Linked DNA regions of Mus musculus: region 1 is linked to region 2. A link is a contact called in public Hi-C data. All regions are on one chromosome and are shown on one strand. Each heading gives the region's core, a stretch centred on a gene start, on an enhancer-like site or on the middle of the called end of the contact. The rest is flanking DNA. Distances are from core to core; before and after follow the strand shown.

Evidence for each region. A called contact is a pair of places that touch in the nucleus more often than the background predicts.
Region 1: a Hi-C map of cerebellum shows a contact between it and region 2, with 2.2 times the contacts expected there. The contact joins two enhancer-like sites. A contact is called at or near these places in 5 of 484 Hi-C or Micro-C datasets (cerebellar granule neurons, cerebellum and stem cell-derived neural progenitor cells), 3 of 115 datasets of contacts at active chromatin or transcription factors (acute myeloid leukemia, embryonic forebrain and forebrain) and 3 of 9 other capture datasets (adipose tissue, liver and pancreatic islet).

The regions. Positions count from the first base shown.
Region 1 is chr9:34,611,262-34,616,476 of GRCm38.p6, reverse strand. The region is part of intron 1 of Kirrel3 (kirre like nephrin family adhesion molecule 3); the gene reads right to left. Among named protein-coding and RNA genes, the nearest start is that of Kirrel3, 130 kb to the right of the region's middle. Within about 2 kb of position 3,471, at least 2 of the 459 cell types and tissues checked have an H3K27ac peak or open chromatin away from gene starts, as enhancers often do. A contact at or near this core is called in cerebellum, where this site is marked.
Region 2 is chr9:34,496,355-34,501,431 of GRCm38.p6, reverse strand. The region is part of intron 1 of Kirrel3 (kirre like nephrin family adhesion molecule 3); the gene reads right to left. Among named protein-coding and RNA genes, the nearest start is that of Kirrel3, 10 kb to the right of the region's middle. Within about 2 kb of position 2,596, at least 8 of the 459 cell types and tissues checked have an H3K27ac peak or open chromatin away from gene starts, as enhancers often do. A contact at or near this core is called in cerebellum, where this site is marked.

The DNA.
Region 1 (5,215 bases), core at 2,222-4,721, 110 kb before region 2:
ATAATAAAAATTACTAGACGACAATGTTAATAAATTTCACAAGGTGACCACTGAGTGCTTTATGTATAGCACCTCTTTGCTCTCACAATGAACTATTAATATTTCTAGATGAAGGAAACAAATGGAGGCTTAGTATATTTATGATAAATATTCAAAGCCCCACCCAGGCCGGGGATGTAGCTCAGTGGCAGAGAACATGTGTGAGTATGTATGAGGCCCTGGGTTCAACTCTTAGTAACAGGGGTTGGGGTTATACAACAGGCTGTAAATAGCTCAGTTTCTCCCCTGTTCTACCTGTCTGCCTGCCTGTCTGTCTGTCTGTCTGTCTGTCTCACTTTCCTTCCTTTCCTCTCCCTACCTCTCTCTCACTTCCTCTCTCTCTCTCTCTCTCCCCTTTATGATCCTTTAACCACTATTTTTTACTGCCTCTCAGTCCAGTATTACTTCTAAGGTAATTGATTTTTAGGTTTCAGTTTAGTTCCGCAATAAAACTGTGGACTCCCCAAGGAGGCCACGCATGTCTTATATATCTGCATCCCCTGCAGCATCTAACCTCTGAGCTAGACAGGCGATAGGCATTCAATATAAACTTGATCATCCATTGATTGCTCAGACAGCTCCCAGACTTGGGCTTTGCACTCTCTTCTCATTACAGAAAGGCCTAAGTAATATAGCTCTGGAGGAGGACTGGGTCTGGGGGTGGGCAAGCATAACCATTTCCTCATTAGGGGATGTCATTCTGTACTACTTCAAGGAAACCACCTGGACGAATGCTAAGCATGCACTACTGCAGCCCATGCATGGGGCTTGGGAACAAAACCTTTCTGTCTCAAAGGTAGCAAGGCTCCAGCTGGAAGAAGAGACAGGAGGAGTGAAGCAGATCAGTTCTGGGTGAGGACAGGGGCATGAGAGGAGGGGCAGTAGCTGGCTCTGTGGGTAGATGTGGGTCACCCAGGAGGCTGAACAGAGAGCTTCAGGAGACGGTAGGCTAGTGGGGCTTTGGCATGGGCAACAGAGAGAAAAGGAGGGGCACAGTAAGAAGGAAACTTGGCTCTCTACTTACAGTCTTCATTTTGTAATGGTTACACCATGCAGGAACTGGGCGCACTGGTGTTTGTTCTGCTCATGATGGCTTCTAAACTGTCTTGCCTACACAGCCTTTCTTCAGAATGGCCAGGAAGATACCATTTGATAAAGGGTAAAAGTACCGAATGTTCTGGGGCATTCGATACAAACAGGTGCTGCTCATCAACTGTTGTTGATTCTGTTGGTGTCCTGTCTTCTCCTTGGAACAACTCTGCTCAACTCTGCTCTCTCTCTCTGCACTGTCCACAGAACACCACAGCCTGGGTGGCTTGTAAGTAACAGAATGTGGTTCTCAGCCTCCTGGAGGTCGTGAAGTCCAAGTCCAAGGCTGATGTGCTGTCTGGTGAGGTTCTGGCTCCTCATTCACCTATAGGCTTCTGAGCATTTGGTCTTAACATGGTGGGAAGTGGTGAAGAAGCCATACACAAGTGAGGCCTTTTATAAAGGCATTAGTCCCATTTACCAGGGCCCCACCTTTATGGATAGATCACTTCCTTAAGGCCCTGGCTCCTCACACTGTCCTCTCAGGGGTTAGATTTTAACAAGGGGCTTTGGGGAAGCAGAATAATGCAGGCACGCGGCCTTTAGCATCTAACCCAGGAATCTGCTATGGCAAACATGGGAGGCTCTCTCTGCCTAAGGACAGATTTTCTATTAGGAAAGAACTGAAATCCTAGGGAGTTAATTCCTCAGAGATACCCCTAGTGAGTGATAGATGAGAATGATGGATGAATATGGCTTCCATGCCCCTTGGTGGAATGGCTCTGAGGTCTGTTCTGAGCAAAGTTAAGCCTTGCTTTCAGATAGTGACTTGTTAGTAACGATCTTTTCATTGGCTGGCCAAGCTTCATACCTGTTTGCCTTCCCGCCCTCCTGCAGTTTGTTCAGGGGTCACCTGTATGAACATCTTGGCACGGGAGTCATGGGGTCTGTCTCTGGAAGCAGGAACTAGCATAGGGAATTGTAGTCTATTAATTATAGAGGTAGGCATGTTTATTAATAGCTAATTTCCCCCAATTGAGCTATAGGGTCCTGCTCAAGTACTATAAACCAGATCCACATGCTTCCAGCAGCTTAGGTGCTCACCCACTGTGAGTGGACTGGATCCCTCCTGTGGTACACTCATCATGCTATTTGGATTATTTACCTATTTCTTTTATCCCATTCCAACCAGTATTTTAAAGACCCGGGAAGCAGGGACTGTGTCACACTGAGTCGTTACTGTAGATCCCTTTTGCAGAATGGTGCTAGGTAAGTCATCTTGAAAACTGATTCCCGCCACACAAAGGCAAGCTAGTCCCATCCCCTCACTACTTTCTAAGCGATGAAGATCAGTTTCCAGAGCTACAGTGTTCTTTAGGGTTTTGTACTGGGCTCATTGCTTTGTTGATCTTTGAGTGACCTTTCAAACAGTCTCTTGAGTACCTCTGGAACCCATTTCAAACATTCTTTCAGAGGAGCTTGAGCCTCATTGGGTCTCTGTACAGCCTGGTGCTCAACGGGGCTGAAGCAGTTAATTAATGAGCAGGGTGAGTGCAGAGCTAGTAGGTAACACAGGTGTTGATACTCTGGGTGGGACTCTTGTCTGTAATGCATCGCCACAGTCCATCAGTCCATGATGTGTCTGCCACCATTTCCTACCCTTTTCTATTCTGGACTGCCTTTGTCATTCTGCAACATTGTGACCACACTGAGAAACCTCCTCCAAATGCTGGACTGTCTGGGCTACACACTCCATTGTTGATCCATAAGGTAGCTGGCCACTGTAGAGGGTGTAATTACTGAATGTGACACCTGAGCCAAACTGGTTTCTAATGCTGAGGCCAGCTGGAGGCCCCATCCAGGCAAATGACTGCCACTCAGAGATGCCTGGGTCACAACCAAACTGCTACCCAGGTCCGCAGGCTTCTCCTTCTGGTTTCCATTTTGGACTTTAGAGATGCCAATCTCTTGGAAGGCAAATCTTTTGTGATAAATCAGAGGCCACATTGGAAGAGGCAAATGACTTAGTTGAGTGCAGGCTCCTGGCCAGTTCATGTCACCATAGTCTTGGCTGGCCCTCCTGGCTCTAATAAAGCTGCGTGGTGCCAGGCTTGGCAGGCCCCAAACTAGACGGACAGATGCTCCCTCCAAACTACCTATGCATTTGCATAGATCATCTGGGAAGGTGGCATCGATCAGGTGTGTAGGAACTCTAAGAGGCCTCAAGGCTTGCTCCCCTCCTGCCACCCCAGAGGAGGAGAGCTACCCTGAGCTCACTGAGGCATACCCTCTGCCACCTGCGTATTTGCCAAAGAAGATGTTCAGTGGAGACATTGGCACACGGCTCACCAAATGGGAAAGTCTGCAGTCAACAAAAGCAGGCTGGCTGCCATCACACTGTGCCCATCACCACACCATCCATGTGCTGTGGAAACTGGGAAAGATATTCTCTGCATAGGGAAAGGTTGGACCAGAACTGTTCTACTTGGCCTCAAGCAGCAAAGAGCTCATTTCTCCAAACAGGAAGCCCACTCAGACCCTGGAAGCTGGCCTAGCATGGGCTCTGGAGCCAGGGGCAGACTTCAAGAGCATCCACGAAGACCTGCTTGATAAAAGAAGCAGATGATGTCTAAAAAACCACCCAAATGGACTTTTTCCCAATCAATCCATCCCGACAACAGCTGTGCGCTGCCACTCGGGGAAAATGCGGAACTATTGCACCGTGTGCGTGCGCTGACTTCCGGGTTTGGGCTGCATGTTCCTAGGAAAGAAGAATGAACCAAGACCGGCATTTTCTCCAACCATTTGTAAATGAGCCCAGCATACATGGAGAGTTCTGCCCGGTGAGAATGGAAGCCATCTTTACCTTTCTCACACATGTTTCTCAAAGGTCTGGATGCTGGAAACGTGCATGAATAAAGATTCCTTTGTTGTCTATGTTTGAGGAGTTTGCACCACCACCACCACCCCCCCCCCCCCCGCCCCGACACCTGCTATCAGGGAGCAGAAGAGGAAACATGGCTGTCTGTCTTGTAGTTATTGGGCTGGGCTGCCCAGACCTCCAGTCGCTGCTGTGCACTTTACAGAGCACTGACATTGCCCCCTAAGAAGTTCAGGCCTTGACTCCTTTGAGCAGGACTCAGCTCTCTTTGGTTTCTTCCTATCACCTCTCTCCCACCCATGGGTTCCATTTTCCTCAGAATGTGTCCTAATGCTGCCGGAATGGTTCTGAATATGAATGACAAAGTCATTTGGATACAGTTTGCTCTGTATTTTCTTGGCGTGCTGAAACAATACCAGAATGACAACAACACTCGAAACTAAGGCCTCTTCTCAGGCAGACCTCTTACGCAACCTAGGTGAGGGCCAGTGCTCACTGGCCTATACCAAGGTCTTAAACAGCCCAGAGGTCACACCTGCCTCACATAATCAACTGAACGGGGAAGTAAAAGCTGCCTGCTCTGGCAATGGCATGCAGCCTCACGTGTAAATTAACAAATCTCTCCCAGAACCCAGAACAGATACATCTTTGTTCAGCCAAAGAACTTGGGTATAAATTGTAGCTTTTTAGGACGTCTCTGTCAAAAGTGTAATATATCACAGAATAGTGGATACAAGTTCAAAAGTACATATAATAATATAATTAAGATAGCTTGACAAGAATGTATTTTAAAAGTATAAAATACCTGCAGGTGTAATAGCTTCATAAAGTCTGTCAGATTTACCTCTGCTGTGAAGAAATTTAAAATGTTTTACTTTAATGTGATGCAAATGAAGGCTGAGCTATGCATATAACACACTCCTTAAAAAATAGGTAGTGGGAAAAGAATAAAAGTCAGATCCAGGCCAAACAAGACATTCACGTTTGCAGGCAACTGGATAATAGATCAAGCAAACAGATTAGGGAGTGACGCTGAGCTGTTTGTAGAAAACACCAATTTCACATTTCCCTCCCTTGCTGGCTACAGGAAAAGTACCTGTTTTTATTCAAAATTAATGATTCCCTCTGTACATTTTTCTTTCTGCTCAAAAGATCCAAACATAATTCTTTTTTAAAGGCAAAGGCAATTTTTATATAATTACTTGCTCATAGAAAATTATTTTTCAATATGCTAGAAGCTTAGGCAAGGAACGAGTCCCACAAAAC
Region 2 (5,077 bases), core at 1,347-3,846:
TGCCCTGCATTCTTGCTCTGATTCTATCTTAAAGGTGCTTTTAAACTCTCAGGGAACTTTCATGTTTCACTAGTTTATCATAAGTGTCTATCTTAAGCCAATATTATGATTTTAAGCATGGCCTAGGCAGATACGTGTCACCTTCCAAAGAGATTTCTAACACCAGGTAAGCTTTCTGCTGAAGCCAAAGTGAGGAGAATCGGAAGCCGAATGACATTCAGGCTCGCCCGCCTTCCAAGACTCTTTTTCACTTCTTTTTAATGACCATTATTAATCATTTCAGAACTATATAGTCTCCTGGCATTTTTACTATTACAGACTTAGAGGGAGAGAAAGGGGAGGGAGGGTGGGAGGGAGAGAGAAAGAGAGAGAGAACAATTTTGATGTCGTGAAATGCCTTTTTTGTGTAGAGTAGTATCATTTTCGGATCACAGAGCAAACACAAGCCTAACCTCTCCCTGGGCCAAATGGGGTTTAATTAAAAAAAAAATCTGTTGAAGGGAAGTTAGAGGGGAGGGAGTTGGGTGTGATGGATGCTTGTTAAGAAATGAGCATTTGCTTTTCTAAACATTAAGCTAAACTGGAACTGGCTGGCGGAGGGACAGAGTGACAAGCCACTTGGGAAGCTCCCCATATTGTCTTCATCCCTTTGTGCAGGAGAAGACGTTTCCTCTGTGTTCTCAGCTCTTCCCATCCCACGTAGACCTTACAGAAGAGAATCGCAGGTCACACTAGGTTGCTTGGCTCATAGACACTCACAGGGCTGCCAAAACAACATCGTGACTGATATCCTTCCCAACAACCTGGAAGACAGGGCTCTTAGGGTCTTCTATCCTGTCACTTGACAGTTATGTGATCTTCAGGCAAAGCCTCGGTTGTTATCATTAGCAAATGGGTTTAGCCATCCCTGCTTCACTCGGCTGCTACAGTGCTAAGTCAGAGAATATATACAAGGCTCAACCAAGGACCTGATCCTGAGACCTCAAGGATGCTTTTCCACAGCTGGTCCAGTTGACTCAGTAGCCACAGGTTTCAGGGAATATAAAAATACCAGACAGCAGCATCCAAGGCTATTACTGATCTGGCTGAGGTTTCTACTGCTTCTCCTTTCCCAGTCCACGTTCAGGGTGAGAACCCAAAGCTCTACTAGAAACCTGGCTTGTGAAAAGAATGGTATGCGACCAAGCTAGGGGACTAGGAAAACAACAAAGCCAAGGTCACATGTCTTATCGTTACAGCAAATCTTAATTTAGGAGGGGTGTCTAATATTTTCATCAGGTCCTAAAATTATACACAAAGACTAGAATGGTTTGTGATCTGGACTAAGGCTTTGACTTTTTTTATGCAAAAACCTTTCTGTTTTGACAGAAACTGCTTAGATGGTCTCTGCCATTCACCACTTAATCTCCCTGTTCACTGAAGACTAAATATCTTCTCTCTAACTTTGCTGCCTTCTATGCCTGGGAACAGCAGCTGGAAAGACACATTGAGCAGGTAACAGCTCACCTCATTGCAATAACAACAGCAATGGACGACTACAATGGTGAGTCCAGTAAGGAATGTGGTTTGGATTTAGGCAAACCTCACAGAAAATTCCACTAACAACCTAAATCAACAGAATGGTCACATGACATCCGATGACTTCAAGCAACATCAATGACCCGTTCTACCAAACACTTGGGTCATGCAGACCAGGCAAGACTGTGGTATACCCCTGACAATGGTCCCGTCCTTCCTTCATCACATCTCCACAACTTCAATTGTTGATGCATGGACTAACTTGGGAGGGGGGCGCTCAGGTACATCGCATAACTCTGAAGGGCAAGCTGGCACATTGGAGATTACTAGAAAGAATGATGGTAAGGAGTTTTGGGGCCACCCTCCTACCGTTTGTCCTGAAGAGCATAGTACAGTATACCTGCTTTTAGCCTGGCATTGACATTTTAGAAGGACACCCTATTAAACACATGCAATTGGTGGCAAGTTTCCTCGAATGGTGTCCCTCGAATTTAGTATCTCTTTCCAGAGATGAAAACAGAATTCACCTCAACAGCCTGCTCAAGGCACCAGGAATAAGGATACTACTTTGCAGCATGGGAACAGCACACCCACTTTGATGGGGTGTGAAGCACTTGGAACCATGGAGAATAGTAGAGGGTTCAGGACTAACAGAGCGAATGCCGGCTCAAGGAAGACACCTTCTGTGGCTAACCCCTCTGGGGGAGGACTGAGATTCAATACATTCAGGAAAAGCCCTCATTGCAGAGAAATGCTGGTGAACTGCAATTGCTCTATCTCCTTTGTGCAGTTCTTCCAGGACCCCTTGAGCATTATTAATTGAACCCACCTAGCTTTAGCCTCTTTGTGTAGGAATTCCTCTGAACATTCTACTTTCACTACCTAGTGGGCTCTGAAAAGTAGAATCCAGCCTCTCCCTGGGAGGTTAAACTGTGGCTACTTCTTCATCTGCACCCCTTCGGGGTGGGATGAGGTGGCAGAAGGGCCCAGCTTCAGGCAGCCCTGCTGTGCCTTAAACCACTGGGCACCCATCCCTCTGCAGGTTACGCTGGGCTCACTCCTTTGCAAGCGCGGCTGCTGCCACCATCAGGCTGACTTGGGGACTGCAATCTTCTTCGTATGTCTGATTCCCCAAACATTTTTGCTAACTCCCATCTCAGCAGTTGACTCTCTTAAAGGCTCAGCACCCTGTGTGAGAAAATGGCTTCAGAAGCAAGCTTCCCAAAGAGCTGAAGTTCAACTTAAACATGGAGTGAACCCTAACATTTATAACCAAGGCATAGAAAAGTGCAAGTCTCACAATATAGGGAACAGAGCAACTGGGGGATTAAGTGGTGGTTTCTCCTTAGTCGTCAGGGCAGCTAGGCAACTAGGCAACTAGGCAGCAGAGGATGAAAGCCTTCTTGTACAGTACTTGGATGCATACTTAACTTTTTGTTCCCTGAATGCTTACTTACCCAGAGAGTCAACTAAGCCCCAGTGTGACTCCGAAGCTGTCATAGCTCCCAGCATTGCCAAGGGTGACAGGTGGACTGTCACACTGCACCAGAGTGAAGTCACCTGTGACATTTGCAGGTGACTGACAGAAATGGGCACTGACATGCATTGGAGAACAGAAGGGCACAAGGGTTCCTTGCTGAAGCCCAGGAAGTGAGTGGCTTGCCAGGGGATGTTTCTCTTGGCAGCATCCCTGGTGACTTGTGAGCATCCGAGGTCTTCCTTGGAGAAATACCTTTAAATAAACTTTAAGCATCCCTGGGACTCTAACTTGGGCACTTCAACATCTTTATGTGTGCTGACATCACAGGTTCTGGTTTTTTTTCCCTTTCCTTAACTCTTATATTTCATCTGATAGTTTTGAATTTATTCAGAGACTTCTAGGTAGCCAATTGAATGCTAGACACTGGCGTGATAAAAGGTAGGATATTTTAACCAACTGATTATGATAAGCTCCTTGATTTACAGATATCTAAAGGTGGAAGTAGAGGTGGAGAAGAGAACAAGGGAAGTACACAAATGACTTCTTGACTACATTTCAGCCTTGCCACTTCCCAGGCACTAGTGCTCTGGAAACTTTGAGCCTTTGGGGTAAAGACAAACTTCAGAAATGTGTCAGAGTCTGGGATCATAAAGAACTAGGACTACAAGGCTGGGTTACCGTCTGAAGGTCAACCCTGGCACTGAGCTCCTCGATCTTTCTAAGGAACAGCTAAAATCCCCTCTTTATGCTTGGACACATATGGATGATTACCACAAATATACAAACGTGCAAGAGATAAAGCTTAGTAGGAAAGCATTTTCATAGTGAGGCCCACCTACAGTTCTGAGAGGTGTGGTGGTGCTGGTGGTGTGTGTGTGTGTGCGGGGGGAGGGGGGAGGTGAGCGATGAGAACAAGGTTTTCCTTCCATCCCAGCATCTGATCTTCTAATGCATAGTTTATGTTTATGATCTGAAGCAGCCGGAAGCTACCAGCTCCTCCATGAAGCACCAACCCACACAAAACAAGACTGGGAAGAACTTTGATCAGACATCACCTTTCTAGGGGCTGACAGCATCCAACCTGCCTCCGTTGCTATTTCGATAAAATGGGGTGCTACTTGTGCACTGTATTTCTGAAGATTTGCATAGATGCTAATTATCCTAGCCATCATTATGCAAACAGAGGTATTGTTACTACTATTATCATCAACACGGCCAAAAGAATTTGCTAGGTACCAAAGAGATCTTGAATACATGATCTACCTCCTAGAAAACTATCCAAAACAACCCAATTGTTGCTAAGAGGTAGAGTCCTCAACCACTCTTCTGTCCTTTCTTACCAGCTGGCGTCCTGCATTCCTGATGACCTGAATTCATCTTTGAAAACACTCACAATAGAGTCCTGCTCAACAGGCCAGCCTCAGACAAGACAGTCAGAAATCGAAGGCTTTGAAAATGCCGCTGACTAGTTCTTGTAGGACATTTAGGGGCTTTGTCCCCCCCCCCCCCCACTGAGCTTCCTGCCAGCTACCATAGGTTCCTGGAGAGAATAGGCACAGAAGACATGGGTAAATCTGAGGACATATATTCTCTACTCCTGAATGGAAGGCTCCTTTGCATGGGAGACTTGTGAAACATTTCTGACATTTGAATAGAGCCCTCTAAGGTGCTACCTCGGCTCCCCTGATGCCTACAGTTTACTTTTTCTTGAGAACAAGAAAGACATTGCCAGCAGAATGCCCCAGGGAAGCTTCTCTTCTTCCTCCCTTCTGACTTATTGTTCCTCCTCATTGCTGTGTTTGCTCTGTCCCTGTATCCTTCAGGGGTCTTCAGAAAGAGTTAACTCCCATCCCTCATATCCTCCAACCACCCATAGTTCAGGTGTCCCCAGCATTCCATGCCTCTGGTGCTTTGAGCTCTCCTCAGCACCTCTTATCTGCCTTCCCTTGGGTGGGCAGACCAACAGTTAACTAGGTTCCCCATTGCTATTTTATTGTCCACTTTCCCATATCTGAACATACCAGCCATAAAGAAAGATGATCTGGAAAGAGGAAAGTGTACTTCCACTCAATTCTACAA